Regions from separate parts of the Mus musculus genome. Here regions 1 and 3 are each linked to region 2. The links are chromatin contacts, called in public ChIA-PET maps. All regions are on one chromosome and are shown on one strand. The core of a region is the stretch at or near the end of the contact, and the rest is flanking DNA. Distances in the headings are between cores, read along the strand shown. Region 1 holds the start of Ccnt2 (cyclin T2). Region 2 holds the start of Cxcr4 (chemokine (C-X-C motif) receptor 4). Region 3 overlaps Map3k19 (mitogen-activated protein kinase kinase kinase 19).

Region 1 (2,700 bases), core at 128-2,627, 820 kb after region 2:
AAGCACTGGGGAGTCAGAGGTAGTAGATATCTCTTTTGAGTTCAAGGCCAGCCTGGTCTACATATTTAGGTCCAGGACAGCCAGACTTACAAGTGAGACCCTGTCTCAAAACAAAACAACACCCCCCTCCCCAACAAATCCAACAACAAAAGGCTAACACTGTGCTTTACAGCTTAATTAATAAAATTCTCTCTCACACACACTCCTCTGCACGAGGCAAAACGTTTATTGCATAACTCACATTTATAGTAAACGTAGAACGCTCAATTTATAAGTAAAAACAACGATCAACTAACTTGTTTTCGCATTATCTACTCATTTTAACATTCGGCGTCTAAAACAATAAAACAGTACTTACATTTCTGTTGAATTTGGTGAAGGAATGGTGCATATAAAACCTGTGCATATAAACAATCGCAGTGTTTATTGTAAGCTGAGAGCTGGGATGCAACGTTTAGAAAATAATCTAAGCAAAATGTTTCCAAAAACTAAATCAATTTGAATGGAAAAATCCCCTTTCCATTTACTCAAATCCAATCCTCAACCTGAAAGTATGCAGAAAGTCTGCGGGGAGAAGAGAAATCAGTCTGGATGCCAAATTATTCTAATACGCTACGTAGGGAGAGCCCAGGAATTATTTGCAATTAGGTTACAGCTTAGTACAGTAGAAATAAAGTAGTCGAAAGGCGCGCGCCACACACCCAAAGAACATGAAACATCTACGTGCGTTCCCCCGGCGCAACAGAGCCGCCCTGGAGCCGGCACGGAAGCCTCGGAAAACACTTTCCGTGGAACATCTGCGACCTCTCTACGTCTCAAGGCCTTTTCTGACTTCCGAAAGTGGAAGGGGCCGCCCCTTGGCTTTGCTCATCCCGGATTCCTCCTCTCTCGCCAGGGAAGCACTGCTATTCCCTCCCGCATCACGCGCTCCCAAACACAGGTTATACAACGCGGGCTCCCGGCCCGCCTTCCCCGGCACATCTCCTCTTTCTCCGGCTCGCCACGGCAGCTCGGGCCCTAGCTTTCTCTGTGTCTTTCCCGAGATCAAAAGACGGCAAAGGGAGCGGCGCCATGTTCCCGGGACACTAGGCCCGGTCACCCGGCGAGCGCGACCAGGGCGTGTGGGACGCAGGGCCGCAACTAGAAAAAGGATACACATTGAGACGTTGCCCCATGTCCTGGATGAGGTTGGCCGCCTGCTGGCGATGCGACAGCTCTTCATCCGCTTCCACTCCGCAGCGGCGGCTCGGCGTGTTCTCCAGCTGTTCCCGAGTAAAGAACCAGCGAGAAGAAGCTCCACGGCCCGACGCCATGACACTTCCTCCTCCGCCCGCGCCCTGAGCCCGCCCCCTCCCCGCCTGCCTCCGGGACTCCGCGCCAATGTGTCGAGGCCCCGCCCCAATGTGCTCTCCGTAGGGTGGGCCACGCCTTTTCCGGGCCTGCTGCTACCCACGCGCACGCGCAGGGACCCGCCCTGCCGGCTCGCGCTGGTCTTTTGCTTTCTCTTTCCGGCCTCCCTCCCCTTTCTCTCTCTCGGACCCGCGGGACCACAATGCTCTGCGCCTCTTGTCATTGGGAGACGCCGTAAAGTGGGGGTCACTCGGAAAGAAAAGGTCGACGCGGTGCATGCTGGATCTGGGAGGGGCTAAGGGGAAGGGGCGGGGCGAACAGGGAAGAGGTCCTGAGGCTGCCTAATAGGGCTTGGACGTTAGCTTTCAACTAAACGGTTTATTTTGTGGTCTGTGAGTTTGCGGGTGCGTTAAAGTCAGAAAAGGCTTTTCTAGTCTCGGCTTCGTGCTGTAGCTTCCATTTTCTTACATGTTGGTGGGTGTATTTTCTTAGCTTTGTTGACTCCTGTGTCCACGAATGGCTACCCTCCGGAGGAGTTAGCTAGGAAAGAACGCTAATTCTAGCAGTGAACTAACAGTGTCTTCTGGGTTTTTTGGTTTTGTTTTTTAAATCGCTAGTAGATGTTGGGGAGCATGCGCCTTTAAAACGTTACTTTAAACCTAAAGCCACTCAAGGGGTATGGGTTGTTTTAAAACGATGTGCCATGTGTCCCAGACTGGCTTTGTGTTCACTCTTGTAGCCAAGAATGACCTTGGATTTACTGTCCTCTTGCTTCCCCCTCGGAAGTGCTGGGATTACAAGGCCAGTGGCATCACTCTGCAGATATCTTTCTTATTAAGTTACCTGTCAAACAATATGAAGTTAATAATTGGAGGTCATGACTCTCTAGGCCTTCCATCCAGATGGGGTGTATGGTTTTGAAGGTCTGTGTGGTTTCTGCGGGTTGAGATTGGGGGATGGTTGGGGAGAAGCAGAACGCTGTAACTCAGGTTGTCCAGAAACAAAGTGCAGGGATTATAGGCTGGTGTGCCGCATCTTGGTTGAAGTGCTGGAGCAGAGGGCCTTAGGCATACTAGGCCAACAGTCTAACAAATGAGTGCAAGAGAAGCTAAGAAAAAAATTGTTTAGGATTTTATAAAGTAAGGTCTCTTATAACTGATGATTTATTTCCATCTTTTTGTAAGGAAGCACCACTCATTTGTTTACATGTTATCTGCCTCTGAGTTAATGCCTATTGTATATGACCAAATTACACTTTAGTTTTTAAGTATTTTCTGAAGACTGCAGTCAGTTATCGAAAACTGGCTTTTAAAAAGCCAACGAGGGCTGTTGAAATGGCCGACCAGCTAA
Region 2 (2,700 bases), core at 48-2,547:
TACATAAAACTGCCTCAAACAAAACAAACAAACAAACAAACAAACAAACAAAAAAGGAACGGGAGAAGTGGGGCGGGGATGGAGTTGAGGGCGCAGTCTGGGCCTGCCTATCCTTTGGTCCATTCCAGGAGGGGGTGGGGGCGGTATCTGGGTTGCATAGCAACCCAGGCTCCTGCTGCCGGATGTCTCACCACCCCCAGTGCCCCCGGCATTGGATCCCGCGGTCTCTGGCTGGAGGTCTGGTTGGTTCTGACCCCACCCTTTTCTCCCTCCCCGCCTAGCCCAGGCTCGGCGCCGGTCGGATCCCGCGCGAGCCTGGGAAGCAGTCTGGGCGCCCACTGCAACCTTAGCCTGTCTGAGATTCCCTAGCCATCCACGCCCCCAACCTGACCTAACTAGCTCTTCACTAAGACTTCCCATCTTAGTGTTCTGCGTGGGAGACGCGAGATAGGCATGAAGCGAAAGCTCTGGGCTCAGGCCAGGCTTTGCAGTCCCAGGCTGCTCCATTTGGTCTCTTGGAGCTCGTGGAGCGCCCACTGACTGCGCATGAATCGCGGCTAGCTTCCCAGCTGGGACTCTGTAATTATCTGTTAACTAGATGCATCCCCCTATGTGCTTATGAAATGAAAATGAACCAGTGTTTCTGTGCGGATTTCTTAGGATGTGATTACACAAAGTCCTCGCCGCTCAATTCTTTATAATAAAGCACATTTCAATCATTTTACATACACACACACCCAAATCTCTTCACGAAATTGTTGCCACTATTGTGACTTTCTTCCTGGGAGTATATCTGCTTCTGGATGGGTCCGCAAGTGCTTTCTGCCACACCTGACCCTAATGTCATTATATGAATATGTAGTAACACACACTTGCTTGGAAGAGTTTTGGTAGTAATCACTCCTGACAGCTCAGAGTATAGAACCCTGGCGGAGGTTCCAACATTGCCGCCTACTGGTTAGGCAGGCTCCAAGTCACACACCCCCATCCCCAGTCTTGTCTCAAGTTCTCCACCCGTAAACTCCAGGTCTAAAATTCTATCCACGTGGGTAAGGATGGATGCGCGACCCGCAGAAACACCCTGGCTGGCATCCTGCTTTCCCCAACTCTGAGAACATTATCCGGCCAGGCTCTGGACCCATACTGACTTAAAACACAACAGCAGTGGCTCTTGGACTTCTGTTTGCCCGCGCCCTGCGCCCCGCCCCCGCCAGTCTCCTCCCGCCCCGTCCGAGCTGCGCATGCGCCGCCCCGGGAGCGTGTTTTTATAAAAGTCCGGTTCGGGCCAGAAACTTCAATTTTGTTGCCTGGTGCAGCAGGTAGCAGTGAAACCTCTGAGGCGTTTGGTGCTCCGGTAACCACCACGGCTGTAGAGCGAGTGTTGCCATGGAACCGATCAGTGTGAGTGTAAGTCCACTTGCATCCTACTTTATAGTAAACGTGCAAACGTGTGAACTTAGAGCTCAGCCCCTTTAAGGAGCGGGTTGAAGCAACTAAAACCTTGAGGGGTGTCAGGGTCACAAGGAGGAGCGGGAACTAATTTTTTTTTATGTGTGTGAACATGGCTATAGGGGGAGGAAGATAGGAATATTTTTGCCAGTAAGTTGAGTGGGACGGGTTCAGATGGAGCTTTCCTAAGGTTGCTCTTGTTTCCCTCCCCCTTGAGTCCCGCGGCGCGCGCCGACTTGCACGCTGTTTGCAAACGTCCCAGTTTTTTGAAAAAGGGAGAAGGGCTTGCCCTCTGTCCCAAGACTCAGACCATCGTCTGGTCCTCCTGAAAACAGGAGTTTTCTTAGAGTTTCTTACATTGTGTGAATTTAGAGACTTTAGTCGGCACGCGTAGGCACTACATTCTGGGTGAGCTTCGAACCGGAGCGTCTTGGAGCGGTTCTTGGAGTTAGGAGTGCGGTTCTGAAATTCCATAGTGCAGACAGAGGAGCGCCCGTCTTCGGCGGGAAAAGTGAGCTAGTCTGCCGCGTCGCTTGCCTAGAGGGGGGGCACAAACTGCGGCAGCCGCGGAGAGAACGTCGCTTTGGGATGGAGCAGCAGCGCTTTGCGGGCATCCGACCCGCCACTTCCCCGCAGTGGCAAACGAACCTCCCGAGGTCGGGCTTGCCTTTAGGATCGTTCCTGAGAAAGGGTCATAAGTCTGTACCATGATGCTGCTGGCCATGACGGCGGTTGGGGACAGGAGGGCATGTTGGGACCGCACCTGGGTTGTGCCGGGTCGCCGGAGGGATGAACAGGTGCAAGCTCGGAGACTGTTTGACTGAGCCCCAGTGTTTAACCGTCGGTGGTTTCCTGAGCCTTTTGAAACCCCCTCGCTTAGGGAGGGTTTTGTTCTTTGGTGATTTTTTTTTTTTTTTCCGTTTCCTCCGGCGGCGCGCAATTCAAAGGCGCTCGCGCTGGAGCAGCCCAATCTGTCGCTCGCACCCGGAGGAACGATCCTGGCGCGCAGCCAGGAGGAACCCCTAGAACCGCTGTGTGTTGGTCGTAGACCTGGGTATGATGGGCAACGGTGCCAGCCCCTAGGTGGGTGACTCGGACATCGGGGTGCGCACGGTCTGGACCACTCCTGCTGCCTACCTCGGACTCCAGTAACTAACTGGGTCCGCTGCAGGATGGGAAGCGACCGGAAAGTGAGGAAGTGAAACTTGGGGGCGAAAACCACGGGGTACAGACCCCGTGACTTTCCCCACC
Region 3 (2,700 bases), core at 58-2,557, 760 kb after region 2:
CAGGTATGGAGTCTTTGTCAATTAACCTTCCTTATCGTTTATACCCTAATACCTCCTGAGGTCCCATGCAATTAGGACAGAATTGTGTACAGTTGGTTGGCAGGACTAGCTAGAATCTCAGGTGAGGTTCCACGACCCTCCTAGTAAACTGGCTAGTGATAGATCTCCTACCAGCAGGAATAGTCAGCCTGATGGAAATGGTGGCTGTTTTGTTTGGAAGATTAACTATACAAAAGCAAGGCTCTGTCTTTCTCAAAGAACTAAACGATGGAGTTGGGGGTGCAGCCCAGCAGGCAGAGGGCTTTCTTAGCATACATGAAGCCCTGAGTTTGATCCTCAGTGCTTCATAAACCGGATATGGTGGTGCATGCCTGTAATCCTAACACTTGGGTGGTAGAGGCAGGAGGCTTCCAAGTTCAATGCCATCCTTGGCTACATAGCTAGTTTGGGACTAGCTTGTATTATATAAGACTCTGTTTCAAAAAATAAATAATAAAAATAAGGTAATAAAAGTAGCTAATGAAAATAGAAACCAGTTTCCCATTGCAGACAATTTGAGAGTACTGGCCTGGCTAATTAATTCGTTTTGTCTGACTCTCCTGTTCCCACGAACGGGGACTAAGAAAGGATCACTGACTAGGACTGAATCCAGAAGGCAGAGCTGGCAGGAGCAGGCCAGGACAAGCAGGGGGACTTCTCCTGGTAGGAGTCCACAGCCCCACTCAACCAGACCACGTGGGAACCAATTTTCCTAACTTCCCAACACGTTCTCTGGTCTGAGACCTGCAGATCTGGAGGATACTGGGAATGTACCATCAGTTTTCTGTAACTGGCAAAACACTTAAGAGAGTGTACAGAGAGGAATTTGGTTTGGTTTCAGAGGTTCGTTCCACAGTTGCTTTGGTTTTGTGGTGTAAGACAGCTGCACATCATGGTGGAGAGCAGGCTGGGGAGGAGGCTGCTTCCTTCAGGGTGGTCATGAAGAGAACACAGTGACAAGTGCCGGAACCCCCTCCAAGACATTCTCCCAGCCATTAGGTACCACCTCCTCCGACATCGTCATATGCAAGGGACCAAACTTTGATCACAGAGAGACCCCCTGAGATCTGAACTATACCAGCAAATGAGTTTTCCCCATCTCTCTCCTTTCAGTCAGGTGACTTCAGAGCATCAGGAACGGGAACAAGTGCATCCTGTCTCTCCACCAGATGACGCGGAGATGGTGGGCCTCACGGGGAGGATGCTAACCACACAGCCTTCACTTCTGAAGACAGACGGAAGTTCTGAGGAGCTCTGTGGTGTGGACGTGGCTCTCTCACCACCCAGACCTTGCTTAGACTCAAGCCTTGCTGCATCTGCAGCTGGGGAGGTGGCTCCTTGTGTTCTGAAAGAACAGCAAAGGCAATCTGATGGTGAGTCAAGCTCTTGCTTATGCGTGTACGTTTAGAGTATCCATACAGGTACATAATGTATGACAGCATATGCCCCCTCATCCTTCCATGCTCTCCCTCTCCTCACCCCTTCTTCCTGTTAGTTCCCTGTCCCTAAACAATCTTACTTCTCTGTTCAGGCCGTATTTACTCATATGATTTTATGTATCTCTATAAAAATATGGAAACCACAATTAAGAGGGAACATATTAAATTGAGCATTTAATTCTACAGTGGAGCTGGAGAGATAACTCAGTGAAGTGCTTGCAAGCACACGGATCTGAGTTAAATTCCCCAAGCCCATGTTTTTTTTTGTTGTTGTTGTTTGTTTTTTTGTTTTTTTAAAAAAAGTCAGATATGATGACATGCGCTTGTCACCGAAGCCCAGGGGAGGCTGAGTCAGAGGATCCCTGGGGCTCAATGGCCGGAAGCCTCGCCAACTTGACAGATTCCAGGCTAGGGAGAGGTCTTGTTTCAAACGAGGACAGTGGTGCCCAAATGGTTGTGTCCTCTGACTGCTACAGGCACATGATGGAATGAAGATGCCTTCGCCTCTGCACATATGTGCCCGTGTGCATGCATACACACACCACACACACACACACACACACACACACACACGACTAACAATAGGCTTAATAATGACAATACTGAAGGCAATGGGAGCAAATGGCTGGAAAGGAAATGCATTTTGTATGTGTTTCAGGGAAGAGTATTTCATGAACTAAAAATAAATAAGCTAGTGTAGGAGCCGGGCATGTGGCTCAGCTGATCAAGTTTTACCTAGCATCCACGAAGCTCTGGGTTTGCTTCCCATACTAAGCTGGGCAGGACACACACCTGTAATTGTAACACTCAGGGGGTGGAGGCAGGGGGATTGTAAGTTTAAGGGTATCCGTGGCTACCTAGGGAATTCAAGGTACTAACTACATGTAGGCTGCTCTATGAGACCAGCTCTCAAAAACAAATGAACAAACCTATAACACCCCTTCTGGTAGCTTTAGGCTAAGGTTTTCTGAAATCACTTCACAGCACTATGTATACCACACAGGGAGAATATACTCTGAAACACTTTCCCGCATATCTCCTGCTCCATCTATGAACTCTTCAGCCTACTACTAATAACACCCAGTTCTTGTTTCTTTTGTTATAGAGTTTCCTACCTCTGACATAAGCTACAGTAGCCGAAGAACTGGGGTAAGATCAGTTCCAGCATGTTTGACTTCATTAAACAACAATAAGGGTGGTGGTGGTGCACACTCTAATTTCC

The links. ChIA-PET counts read pairs in DNA pulled down with a chosen protein or histone mark.
Region 1: a contact with region 2 is called in an RNA polymerase II ChIA-PET map of memory CD8 T cells, with 23 read pairs. The contact joins the promoter of Ccnt2 here to the promoter of Cxcr4 in region 2. A contact is called at or near these places in 2 of 39 promoter capture datasets (embryonic stem cells and erythroid cells), 2 of 484 Hi-C or Micro-C datasets (both in embryonic stem cells) and 3 of 115 datasets of contacts at active chromatin or transcription factors (embryonic stem cells, epiblast stem cells and memory CD8 T cells).
Region 3: an RNA polymerase II ChIA-PET map of memory CD8 T cells shows a contact between it and region 2, with 11 read pairs. The contact joins the enhancer-like site here to the promoter of Cxcr4 in region 2. A contact is called at or near these places in 2 of 39 promoter capture datasets (cranial neural crest and embryonic stem cells) and 3 of 115 datasets of contacts at active chromatin or transcription factors (T-cell acute lymphoblastic leukemia, double positive thymocytes and memory CD8 T cells).

The regions. Positions count from the first base shown.
Region 1 is chr1:127,772,841-127,775,540 of GRCm38.p6, reverse strand. Ccnt2 (cyclin T2) reads right to left here and starts at 1,377. Exons shown (of 9, transcript NM_028399.1): 1 at 1,156-1,377; 2 at 359-440. The coding sequence starts at 1,313. It overlaps 2900009J06Rik (RIKEN cDNA 2900009J06 gene), which reads left to right and starts at 1,487. Exons shown (of 2, transcript NR_045298.1): 1 at 1,487-1,613.
Region 2 is chr1:128,590,896-128,593,595 of GRCm38.p6, reverse strand. It overlaps Cxcr4 (chemokine (C-X-C motif) receptor 4), which reads left to right and starts at 1,297. Exons shown (of 2, transcript NM_009911.3): 1 at 1,297-1,407. The coding sequence starts at 1,387.
Region 3 is chr1:127,828,983-127,831,682 of GRCm38.p6, reverse strand. Map3k19 (mitogen-activated protein kinase kinase kinase 19) reads left to right here. Exons shown (of 14, transcript NM_011737.2): 9 at 1,153-1,412; 10 at 2,584-2,627. Among named protein-coding and RNA genes, the nearest start is that of Map3k19, 25 kb to the left of the region's middle. Within about 2 kb of position 1,307, at least 58 of the 459 cell types and tissues checked have an H3K27ac peak or open chromatin away from gene starts, as enhancers often do. A contact at or near this core is called in T-cell acute lymphoblastic leukemia, double positive thymocytes and memory CD8 T cells, where this site is marked.